Linked DNA regions of Sus scrofa: region 1 is linked to region 2. The links are chromatin contacts, called in public HiChIP or PLAC-seq maps. All regions are on one chromosome and are shown on one strand. The core of a region is the stretch at or near the end of the contact, and the rest is flanking DNA. Distances in the headings are between cores, read along the strand shown. Region 1 holds the start of SYNRG (synergin gamma). Region 2 holds the start of TADA2A (transcriptional adapter 2-alpha).

What was found. HiChIP or PLAC-seq counts read pairs in DNA pulled down with a chosen protein or histone mark.
Region 1: a contact with region 2 is called in an H3K27ac HiChIP or PLAC-seq map of alveolar macrophages. The contact joins the promoter of SYNRG here to the promoter of TADA2A in region 2. A contact is called at or near these places in 2 of 2 datasets of contacts at active chromatin or transcription factors (alveolar macrophages and skeletal muscle).

Annotation. Positions count from the first base shown.
Region 1 is chr12:39,068,090-39,074,219 of Sscrofa11.1, reverse strand. SYNRG (synergin gamma) reads left to right here and starts at 4,378. Exons shown (of 20, transcript XM_021067369.1): 1 at 4,378-4,559. The coding sequence starts at 4,483. It overlaps DDX52 (probable ATP-dependent RNA helicase DDX52), which reads left to right. Exons shown (of 15, transcript XM_013989946.2): 15 at 1,356-1,910. The coding sequence ends at 1,413.
Region 2 is chr12:38,873,609-38,879,282 of Sscrofa11.1, reverse strand. TADA2A (transcriptional adapter 2-alpha) reads right to left here and starts at 4,127. Exons shown (of 16, transcript XM_021067335.1): 1 at 4,028-4,127; 2 at 1,094-1,220. The coding sequence starts at 1,118. It also overlaps a transcript of ACACA not described here.

The DNA.
Region 1 (6,130 bases), core at 3,129-5,628, 190 kb before region 2:
CATGGTTCCCAGTCGGATTCGTTAACCACTGCGCCACGACGGGAACTCCAGTAAGATATTTTAAATGGTATTTTAAATGATTACACTTTAATTGTTGATTTTTGTAAGTTTGTAGCTTTTATGCTCAGATCCGATCTGACTCTAGCTTAGCTTTCCACATTAGATTTGCTTTTATCATTTCTGCCCACACCTGTGGCCTCAGCTCTGTGCTGGTAACTCTTAAGTCCATATCTTCAGGACTGAACCCTGTTGCCTAGTGGACCTCACCTCAGGCACTGCAAACTCAGTCTGGTTATAGTAGCAAGCAGGGAGATTGGACTTGCAGCCAAAAGGACTGGCTCTAATACCACCTTTTCCTGTGTGATTTTGGTCAAGTCACTTCACCTCTTTAATCCCTTTACCCCTTATACATATAGTTATATAAATAATGATATAAATAATAACTCTTACACTCAGGGTTGGTTGAGGATGAAATGAGTTCTTATGTATCTAAGAACTTTGCATTACTAGACTGTAGTATGCAAGTATTGAATATATATATATATATTTTTTTGGTCTTTTTGTCTTTTTTTTTGTTGTTGTTGTTGTTGTTGCTATTTCTTGGGCCGCTCTCGCGGCATATGGAGGTTCCCAGGCTAGGGGTCTAATCGGAGCTGTAGCCACCGGCCTACGCCAGAGGCACAGCAATGCAGGATCCGAGCCGCGTCTGCAACCTACACCACAGCTCACGGCAACGACAGATCGTTCACCCACTGAGCAAGGGCAGGGACCGAACCCGCAACCTCATGGTTCCTAGTCGGATTCATTAACCACTGCGCCACGACGGGAACTCCAAGTATTGAATATTTTCTCAAAACTTTTTTCCTTTTCCTGTGTTAACATTGAGTTGATGGCATTCACCAAACTCTAAAATCAGACTGTTGGACCTCATGTCTAATATTGATTACCAGTGCGTGATAATCAGCAAGTTACTCAACCACTCTACCTCATTTTCCTTGTCTGTAAAATGAGGATAATAATAGAATTTCCTTCATAAGTTAGGGAGATTATCTGGGTCAATACAACTAAAGCAGTTATAACAGTACCTAACACTTAATCAATGTGAACTCTTCTTCTTAGGTAAGGATCAGAACTTGTCTTCTATTGCCTGTTGTACTATAGTTTATTGTGGTGTTTGTGTCTCACAAAGGTGGATGTGGTTTTCTGAAGAGCATGTCTAACTCATTTTTGTGTTCCTAGTGCCTCATAGACCTGATATTATGGGAGGTTTCAGTAAATGTTTGTCAAACTGGTAGAGTTTTGGAAAATACATATATTTAAAATTTCTAATTCAACTTTTCCTTCCATTGTCACAGGAAAAAGGTCACTGGTCAGAACAGCAAAAAGAAAGTAGCTCCTGATGACAAAAGTTAAAAACAGACTTTTAAAAAGACTATCACAAAGGTAATTTTATGATGCCAGCATGAATGTTGTTTTCATGGAATACATCATCTTATAATCACCTGTACCAGACATTTGAAATCAACCACAAGAATGTAAGACGAGTGGAAAATGATCCTAAACTATCAGTGCATCATGTCAAGTTTCAATTTATAGGTGATTTTTAAATGATTGTGGAAGCAACATTCATTGACATTGGTGCAGTTTGAATCCAGAGAGATACTTCTTATAGAAGAACTAAAGCTTATGCTAAAAATACCAACACCCAAATGTGGTGAACTCATGGATTTTTCCCTTCAAGTGTGAAGGAAGGTGTGGTGTATGCTGTGGAGAGGCATCTGGAACCATGTTGCAAACTAAAGCTTCCAAGATTTGAACATCCCTTCCCATCCTTTTGTTTTTTTTCCTTTTTGGATGGACAAGAAGCAGCACAGCCTACCCATCATGAATAAACATACTGCTGTCTTTAATTTGTTGATGGCTTTTTGTGGTATGAGCCACAACAAAGAAATGCCTTTTATGTGGCTCGTTACTCAAGTTCCCTAGGATTTTAAATTCTTGGTCTGTTAAATATCTTTATACCCTATCAGGACATATTTTATACCAAGCTCAGACCTTGCCTGTCATAATGCTGCAGCTACAAGATGATGGTCAGCCTCTTCCTTTCTTTCTTCATTTTCCATCATTTAATCATTTTCTTTCCTGTCTGTCTCCTTCCGTTTGAGATGACTTTGCTCGAAAACTGATAAACATTTTATCCTGATAGGAAAGAATGTTCTTGTTACTTGATACACCTCTGGCTTCATTCTCTTAGATTATCTTTCCTAAGGCTTTATGACCCTTTATGCAGTTAGTACAAGGTCTCTGCCAAAGGTAAAGGATTATGATTATACACTGATGGAGACTATTCACTACTAGCAGACTTTTCGCAGTTGCTAGTTTCGTACAGTGGAATAAAAAATTAGCTTCATATATGTAAGGTACTCGGAATGACTCCTGCCATGAATGTTCATTATTATGATCCATACTGTAATACAGTACTATAAATAGCCTTTTCTCAGCAGGATGTGAATTAAATTTATTTCCTTTATTCTCAGTCTTTTATTCTAGAGTCAGGAGAGGTAAACTCCAACTTAATTAACATTTTAGGTGGGACAAAAGTTGTTGATCTTCAGAATTTATGTAAATGGAGGCTCACTGCTACAAAGTGCAAGAAATACAAGCCTGTGATTTTTTTGTTTATTCTTGCGAACAAGATTCTTGACTCAAAATATATTCTGGAGGTAGTTGTACTGGTGCTCCCCATTTGCCAGTTGTTGGTAAGTTCTATAAGAGGTTCCGTTTTTTCATTTGTGAAATTGAGGGTAATACCAATAGTATTTCAGGATCAGAGTACTTCTAGCACTGTGCCTGACATGTCATAACTTCACAAGAAATATTCCTTAAACACATATTTGGTTAGGAATTCAGGGCTCGATAACACAGCCTCTGCCCTAACAGTGTAGTGGTGAAGATAAAGCAAGGGAACAAATAAAAGCGTGACAGGGCAGCATCTAACCTGAACTGGAAAAGTCACAGAAGGCTGACATCCTGAGTCTTGCAGATTTAACAGTCAATAGGCAAAAGAGAACAAAGTATTCCAGGCAAAAACAGAAATTGAGTCTATGATCCTTGCTACACTCCCATCGTGTGACTTTATCATTTCTTCTTTTTTCAGTATTTTCACCTGTGTAACCACCCAGTCTTAATTAAAAGTCACTAATAATCGAGTTCCCTGGTGTCTCTGGGTTAAGGATCCAGCATTGTCACTGCTGTAGCTCTTGGTAGGAAATTAGGGCAGGTTTAATACCTGGTGTCCAAACTTTCACATGCTGCAGGTGCAGCCAAAAAAAAGTGGCTAAATCTGTATCAATTTGGTCTGTCATTGGATTAATACTGAATTTAGTTATATATATCAGTCTATATCAATTGGAACATCTGCTACACAATTCCATCTAAAGAAGGGGATGAATGAAATTAGTGGACAATTATAGGGGGAAAAAATTGCTGGATGTAGTTGAAATGAGCAAGGACTTTGAAGTCAAACACCTAGATTTGAATCCTGGTCCTCTTGCTTTGCAGCTGTGTGATCTAGGAAAATTACAACTTTTTACCTTGGGTTTTTTGGTTTTTTTTTTAATCTGTAAAATGCCAATACTGCTTAGAGACACTGAGGGTTTGAAAAAATACAATAAAGTCACTGACCAGTCTTTTGTACCAATAAAGGATAACAATTATTACAAATTGTTTCCCTGCAAAAGCCCTGAGCCAATTATAATCTTGCTAGTCAGCAAACTACTTGAAGGCTCGAAAAACTTTACATTCAACTTTTATATTTACTTAGAGTAGTCTGACTAGAAAAATACATCACAAAGTACGCCCAGATAGGTTCAGAGCAATGAATCTTCCCAAACACTACTGTTTTGTCCCTGATTGTAGGTATGGGAAAAACAGGGACTACCAGGTGGCTGAATACCTTCAGCTTTTAGGGCGGGTACCAGAAGGAAGCTGCCAAATTGAAAGGAAAAAGTAGAGCTCATCATTAATCGGCGCTGTGAAGCTATCAAAGGGACTCATCTACTCTTTGTGTAAAGAGTAACGAACAATAAAAGAACACCCGTGTACCCACTATCCAGTTTAAAAAATAGGATTCAATCTACTCTTTCCGCTAATCAAGATGATAGTTTTTCAAACCGGGAAAAGATGACGCCTTGCCGCCCTGCCTCCAGCTGGACCTTCCACAGAGCCTTGCCAGAAAATGAATCAGCTCCCCTGGATCCAGCCCCAGAACTAGAATTGCACCTGGAGGACCCCCAGCGGGGCGGAGTCACGTGATGAGAGCGCGCGGCTCCTCCCCCAGCGCTGAGAGGTCACGTGGGCGCGTGGCCCCACCCCGTCGCCCAGGCCGCGGCGAGGTGGGGCCCGGCGTTTGCCCCGGAAGTGGCTGTCTGGAGCTGACAGCTGCTGAGAAGGTGGCGGCAGCGGCGGCCGGCCAGGAGCAAGATGGCGCTGCGGCCAGGAACGGGAGCTGGCGGCAGCGGGGCCGCGGGAGCTGGCGCGGGGGCCGCCGGCGGAGGCAGGTGGGTGTGAAGAACAAGGCCTGGACGCGCCCCTCCGGGCTTCACCGCGCTCCCGAAACGCAGGGCTGGCCCTGCACCTGCGACGGGTGGTCGGCGGTTATGGCAGTTTTCGCCCGCGCCGACCCCTTTCCCTTAGAACTGGGATGCAGGTCGTCCTCCGGGGACCTAGGCCGAAGAGGCTGATAGAGCCCGGGCGCCTGCCTCCGGGGCTCCGGGCTCGAGGGCACTGGCCGCTGAGGCCGAGTGGGGAGGGAAGAAGGAGGTGAGGCTGGCACCTGGCGGGCTGGGTAAAGAAGGAACCCAGCGCCTCTCTTCTTGCCCTGGCTGGGTCTGAAGCAACCAGAGATTTCCCTTTCCCAGAGCTTTACCAGGGGCTCTGAAAAAAATCTGTTACAGAGCATACAAGTGTTTCCAAGATGTTACATGTTTGAGTGTTGTGTGTGTATATGTACTATTTGTCTTTTCTTCTTTAAGAGCGTCTTGTCCTTTTTGTTTCCCTAACACACGGGAAAATGTAGGAAAATCTAAAGACCTTTGAATTCGTAAATAGAGCTCTTGTAGAGCTAACTCTTAGCACTTGTCTCCTTATTAAAAAGCCAGTCACTGTTAAACAGCATGTACGCAGTTATCAGAACAAAGCTTCCAGACTTAGCCCTTAAACACATTTGTTCTCTGTCACATTCAGCTGCTAATTGCCCATGGTTCTGTATCCAGAACGTTTGCAACTTGACAGGTTCATCATTTAAGGAAAAACTTGATTCTGGGAAGTTTCCATCCCACTTCTGTAATGACCTACTCTGACTTTGTTTTGCTAACCAACCCGAGGTTCTCATACACGTTTGGAGATAAATTTAGCTTTCTATCTTCATCCTAAATTATTTTTGGAAAACAAAGTGTGAGGGTTTTGATATGCAGTGTTTGAATTTTGGACTTAGGAACATTACGTTGTGAAGTCTTTCAAGTTATCACCTCCTGCCCGGAAAAAAGAGCAGTAGCTGTTCAATAAACCACCTGTGTGCAACTGCATTGTTATTTTCTCTATACATCTTTCATTTTAGATTTAAAGCTGTATTCTTTCTCTTTTGTTTTCTGATTGCCACTCTTTCACTGGGGTTTTTCATGGATACTTGATATAAGTCTATTTTTGGCTGGAGAAGACAAATATGTAATAATTATTTCTGTCCTAAATGTGAAGACAGTTTCTAAAATGTTCTTGAGTGGCATTAATTTTAATCAAGTATATGATAAATAACAGCATCAAGTTCTGGGGAAATGTGAATTTAAAAGAATTTGGTATTCCAGGCAAGGTTTTGGGGGATTTTGTTGTTTGGGATTTGGGTTGGGGTTCTTTAGGGGTTTTGTTTGTTTGTTTTTTTGGTTTTTTTCAGATGAGGAGGACCTTGGGTATAGAAAGTTAAGTGGATCATTCCCCTTAGTTTGTAGTATTTTAATATCATTGGTCCATTTTTGGCCCAGCATCATTGAAACACATTTTTTGTAAATATGGCCTGAATTGTGATACATGTTAGAAGGATTGACTTCAGATTTTCTTTTCTCTTTAAATTCTGGTT
Region 2 (5,674 bases), core at 2,878-5,377:
AAAATTTTAAGTTTAGTTTGATATTTTAAAATAATATTTTAAAAAGGAGGGGAGAATGGTTTCAGTTTACTCTCCCAGCTTGGGGACAATTCATTTAGGTTCTTTTTCCAGGTGTAAAATGAGAGATCTGAACCAGATGTATTTGAAGACTCCATTCTGTCCTAAATTTATATAGGGAGTGTGGTGAGATAAGTTAGAGCTCATTTAAGAAACTGTTGATGGGGAGTTCCCGTAGTGGTGCAGTGGTTAACGAATCCGACTAGGAACCATGAGGTTGCGGGTTCGGTCCCTGCCCTTGCTCAGTGGGTTAACGATCCGGCGTTGCCGTGAGCTGTGGTGTAGGTTGCAGACGCGGCTCGGATCCCGAGTTGCTGTGGCTCTGGCGTAGGCCAGTGACTACGGCTCCGATTCGACCCCTAGCCTGGGAACCTCCACATGCCGCGGGAGTGGCCCAAGAAATAGCAAAAAGACAAAAAAAAAGAAGAAAAAAAAAATTTTTGCTAAGCAAATTATGTTGAAGAGGATACGCCCCCAAACGCGTTTTTCTGAGTCTTCTCATTAGGACACTATTAACATCTAATAATGGATTTCTACTTCTGCCAAATCCCTTATCTTCAGAGTAAAAGAAAAAGCTTATTTTTTTCCTCCATAGTTGTGGGTGCCTGGATTTATTTTACATGTATGTCACACATTTCTGCATCACTACTATACTATACGGTTTACTCTTAGAATACAAGTACCAAAAAAGCAGGGCTGGGAGCATTTCCTTTATCACTGATAGTATTTCCTACCAAAGCACCTGAAGTGTGTTATTAGTTCTAAAAAGAAATCAAACTACTTTGGTAGAATTCTAATTACAAGTTAATCATACTATGCCTGGAACACCTGAACTTAGTTTTCATATAAGACCTAGGGTGATATGCTGTGTCATGTGTAGTACTGGTTATTTTATCTTGAGTTGATACTCTTGGGCCTTTAGGATTAGATTCAAGTGGCTTTGTTTAACTGCAAAGTACTTATTTTTCTTCTCTGATCAACTTCCACTTCAGTTTGCTATTAATATTCACCTGGGACTTGTTCCCACAGTACTTACTGCTAAAGGAACCCAAACGGTCCATCCCGCAGTTGGCAAGCTGGCTGCTTTGATCTTCCTCAATGTAGGGCTCCCTCAAGGAGATTTTAGAAATGGCCAACACATCCACCAAAGCTTGACGACCCTCCTACGAACAAACAAAAGCAGCACATGGAAGAGGAAATCACTTAAAAGGACAAGAGAAGACAATATAACTTACTCAACTCTACCACATCCTAGCTTTGTATGCTAAGCAAATTATTTTATCTCTATAAGCTTGTTTCCTCCTCTGGAAATGAATATGATACAATCATATCTACTTCCTAGAGTTGTGAGGATTAAAATAATCAATATCCACATAAATAATATACCATGGCACCTGGCCCATGATAAGCCCTCTACAAAGGCTATATATTTCTAATAGGCAACAACTGGTTCTCTCTGTGCAGCATCACTTCTCTCCTCAGCCCTCCTTCCTTAGGGAAGGAAAGTGACTCTCCCACATTTCACACGGCTTTGGGGGAGTAGGTTGTTGCAAATCATAACACTCCGTCCCCCACCCCCATAGCAGCTAAAGCAACTAAAACTCTTCTTACAGAACCTGAATCTTGTAAGATATACAAGGACAGAGGGCAGTTAGAGCTCAGTCATTCACTAGCCAAAGAATCTGGTTCATGAGCTCTGGTTGTTGAGATACTCATTCCCAAAAATGGCACAAATTTTTTTTTTTTTCCATTTCTCTATCTTTTCAAAAATACTTTAATACGAATGAACTTTTATCACTAGAAAACTAAAAAACCATGGAGTTCCCGTCGTGGCGCAGTGGTTAACGAATCCGACTAGGAACCATGAGGCTGCGGGTTCGGTCCCTGCCCTTGCCCAGTGAGTTGTGGTGTAGGTTGCAGATGCGGCTCGGATCCTGAGTTGCTGTGGCTCTGGTGTAGGCCGGTGGCTACAGCTCCGATTCAACCCCTAGCCTGGGAACCTCCATATGCTTCGGGAGCGGCCCAAGAAATAGCAACAACAACAACAAACTAAAAAAACCCTATCTATTATGACAAATTTTGTTCACTAATTTATTCTTTGAACAAATATTTAACAGTTAAGTACCATGTACAAAGTATCTTTATTAAGACATAAATGAACTCATATTTCACACTAAGCCAATATCACCTTCTATACTCCCATAGCTTTTTTTTCCTTTTGCAGCCACACTCTCAGGATATGCAAGTTCCCAGGGCTAGGAATCAAACCCAAGCTGCATCTGAGACCTACGACTCAGCTTCGGAATGTCAGATCCTTAACCCATTGCACCACTGTGGGAACTCCTCCCATAGCTTTTTTTTTTTTTTTTTTTTTTTAATTTAGGGCTGCACCTGAAGCACATGGAGGGTCCCAGGCGAAGGACAGAATCAGAGCTGCAGCTGCCAGCCTATGCCACAGCAACGTGGGATTCCAGCCATGTCTGTGACCTACACCATTACTCAAGGGCAATGCCTAAACCCACTGAATGAGACCAGGGATTGAACCCACAACCTCATAGATACTAGTCGGGTTCTTTACCACTTAGCCCCGATGGGAACTCCTCCCCATAGCTTTTTATCTATCCCTTCTCCGGCATTTTTCACACTGCTCTGTGAAGATTACTTATGGATGCATATTTTTCCCATTTCTAGCCTAAATGAAAACAGGAACTACATCAAATACAAATTTGTATGTCTTAAAGTACCATACACAATGCCACACAGAAAGAACTCAATAAACAAAAATGTAATGGACAAATAAATGCTAATTCTACAAAAAAGTTAATTCATCCTTAGTTTTCCTGCAGTGACTTCTTTCACTGGATAGTTTTGGCTTGGAGAATAATTTATCATTAAGAATATACAACACTGTCAATGAACTTGTCTTTTTTAGGGTAGGTTGGGGTGGTTCTCCCTCTGGTCTAGCCCCAGGAAAATGAGTCTGAAGAAAAGTGAGTTTAGTAAGTGGTATCATGCACTTAATAATAAAATAATGGCCAAAACTTATTGAACTTTTCTCATATACCAGGTACTGTGGTACCACTGTATGTGGATCATCTCTGAATCCTTACAACCTTCAGAGACATGTTGCTTTTTCAAGGAGGGAAAGGAAATGCTAAAAGATTGTGTTACTGGCACAATGTCCTAGACGTAGTGAATAGCAATGTCACTTCAGAGGTCAACTAGAGATAGTCAAGTAAGGAACTTTATATAAAGTCTCGTGAACACTCCACGTTGTAAGTGCAATACTGCAATAAGCAGAATCTTTTTTTTCCCCGTCTTTTTTTCACACAGGAGACATTTCTGACGCTAATACCCACGAAAGGCTGGGTGCTAGCTCCAAATTAACATCTGCTTTGTTCAAAGAAATTACTGGGAGGAGGGAAGGGACGTGAAGATTACTCACTCACTGCAGTTCAGAGGACAGGGGCAGGCTTGGAGTTTTGCAAACAAGATTCGAAGCCTCATTTTGTTCCTTATTAACTGTGATCTTGGGCAAGTCATTTTACTGGAGGCTCAGACAAGCACAGCTCTAAAATGAACCTGAAATATCTATTTGGAAGGCCTACTTGAGAACAACAGGTAACATCAACCATACGCTGTCGTGAGCCGCATTACGCCCTCCAACGCAAAGTCAGGAAAGCGGAGGCCGGAACCCAGCAGGACCGCCCAGGGGGCGGGAGTCGCCAGGCTCGCGGCGGGGCGGGGCACCAGGGCTCGGGCCGGGCACGCGCCGCCCTCCCCCACCGCACGGCGTGGCCCCCGCCTCGCGCCAGTCGGGCCGACTCACCCTCTCGCCCCCGACGCCGCTGGGGTCCGCAGCCCTCCCCCACCCTCGGGGAACCTCGAGGACGCCTTCTCCCCCTCGTCCCGCGAGAGGGGTTCGCGCCGCACCACGCCACCACCCGTGCCGCAGCGCCTCGTGCCTCACCTCGCCGCGTCCCCCTCTTCCGCGCCGAGGAAACGCCAGCCGTGCGCGCGCCCGGGCTTTTGCGTGCTCGCTCCCGAGCGGCGCAGGCGCGAGCGGGCCGCGCGCTCGCCGCCTCCGCCCAGGCGCCGCCCCAGCCGTCGCGGCCCCGCCGCGTGGCGCGCGCTCGCCGCCTCCCCTCTCTCAGCTCCAGCCCCTGACCTCGCCGAGAGCTCGCCGCCCGCCTCCAGCAGAGGCCTGGGAGGATGGGGCTCTGAGCAGTTTGCCAGACTTTTGAGTCGGACCAGTAATCACTTTTCCCTCGGGGCGCGTTGCTCGTCGCCGCAGACTTGCGGATGCGTGCTGCCGTTTGACCCCTCCAGAGTGCGGTGAGCTGGAGCGGGCCGGTACAGCCCCGCTTTTGCGTTTTGTAACATTCCTGCCACCCCTGTTGCAGCCTCAAAGGAAATGGAGGCTGAGGGACTGGGCCCAAGGACGGCGAGTGGTGGTCCCCCCTCGAGGCCGGGTCTTGCAGTGCTACTCATGGATTAACCAGACTGCCTGAATGGTTCAAGGGTACATGGGGTACGTTTGATTCAGATGCTTCTGGAACGTCGAAATTATCTTCTTTGGAAAAACCATCCTCTCTTTGGGCTTTAGGTGCCCAAATTGAGGCGCGATGATGAGAGGATGTGGTGGTCCACTCTGATGTCAGTCTTGAGGGCTAGGTATGTCCCAACATCTCTTGTTACTACTGCTAATTATTATTATTATGATAGCTGCCATTTGTCGAGTATTTATTGCATGCCAGGCATTGTACAAAGGAGTTTACATACATGGTCTCATTTAATCTTCAAAAATAACCTTATGGAAAAGACACTTGTAATATTATCATCCCCATTTTCCAGGTGAAGACCTTTAGACTCTACCTTGTAAATAACTTGGGTTCACACAGCTAGATGGTGTTGGGGAAGGGCATTCAAACAGTGGTTTGTCTTAGCCATTATGCTCATGCATCTATTTAGAAGTCTTTCTTCCATCAATTTGCCCAACCTCTTAGAGAAATCATTTACACCTGCCTGTGTGGCCTTTTTATTCATTTCTTAGTCATACAAGTTCGTTCTAAAAAAAAAAGAATATTTGCATGAACAAAAAATGAAAACCAGCTCCTACCATGTTAAATGGTTACCATTTTGCCTTACATTCTTCTAGATATTTTTCTATACTTCATTCAAAAAATATAAAGTAGTTTTACATTTGATATACCCTGGAAATCTATTTTCATTTATCAAATTTTTAATGAGTAGATACCAGTTCTAGGTGCTGGGAATTCGGTGAACAAAACAAAGTTTCTGCCTCATCGTGGAGGAGGTAGACAATAAGCAATATTTAGACAATAAGCAATACACATAGTATATAATAGATAATGCCCAGTAATGTGGCAATTTTTATGGAAAAAAAATCAGGATAAAGGGATAAGAGTGATGTGGGGACACTCTGTTGGATGCAGTAGACAAGGAAGTCCTCTTAATCATAAGCAGAAATCTAATCATTAAATGGGGGAGGCAGCTGTGTGAATTTCTAGAGGGGGAAATTGTTCCAGGAGAAGAGAAAGGCAATTAAAATAGCCCTGAGATGGGTCTTGCTGGGCATGTTGGAGAAGGATCAAGG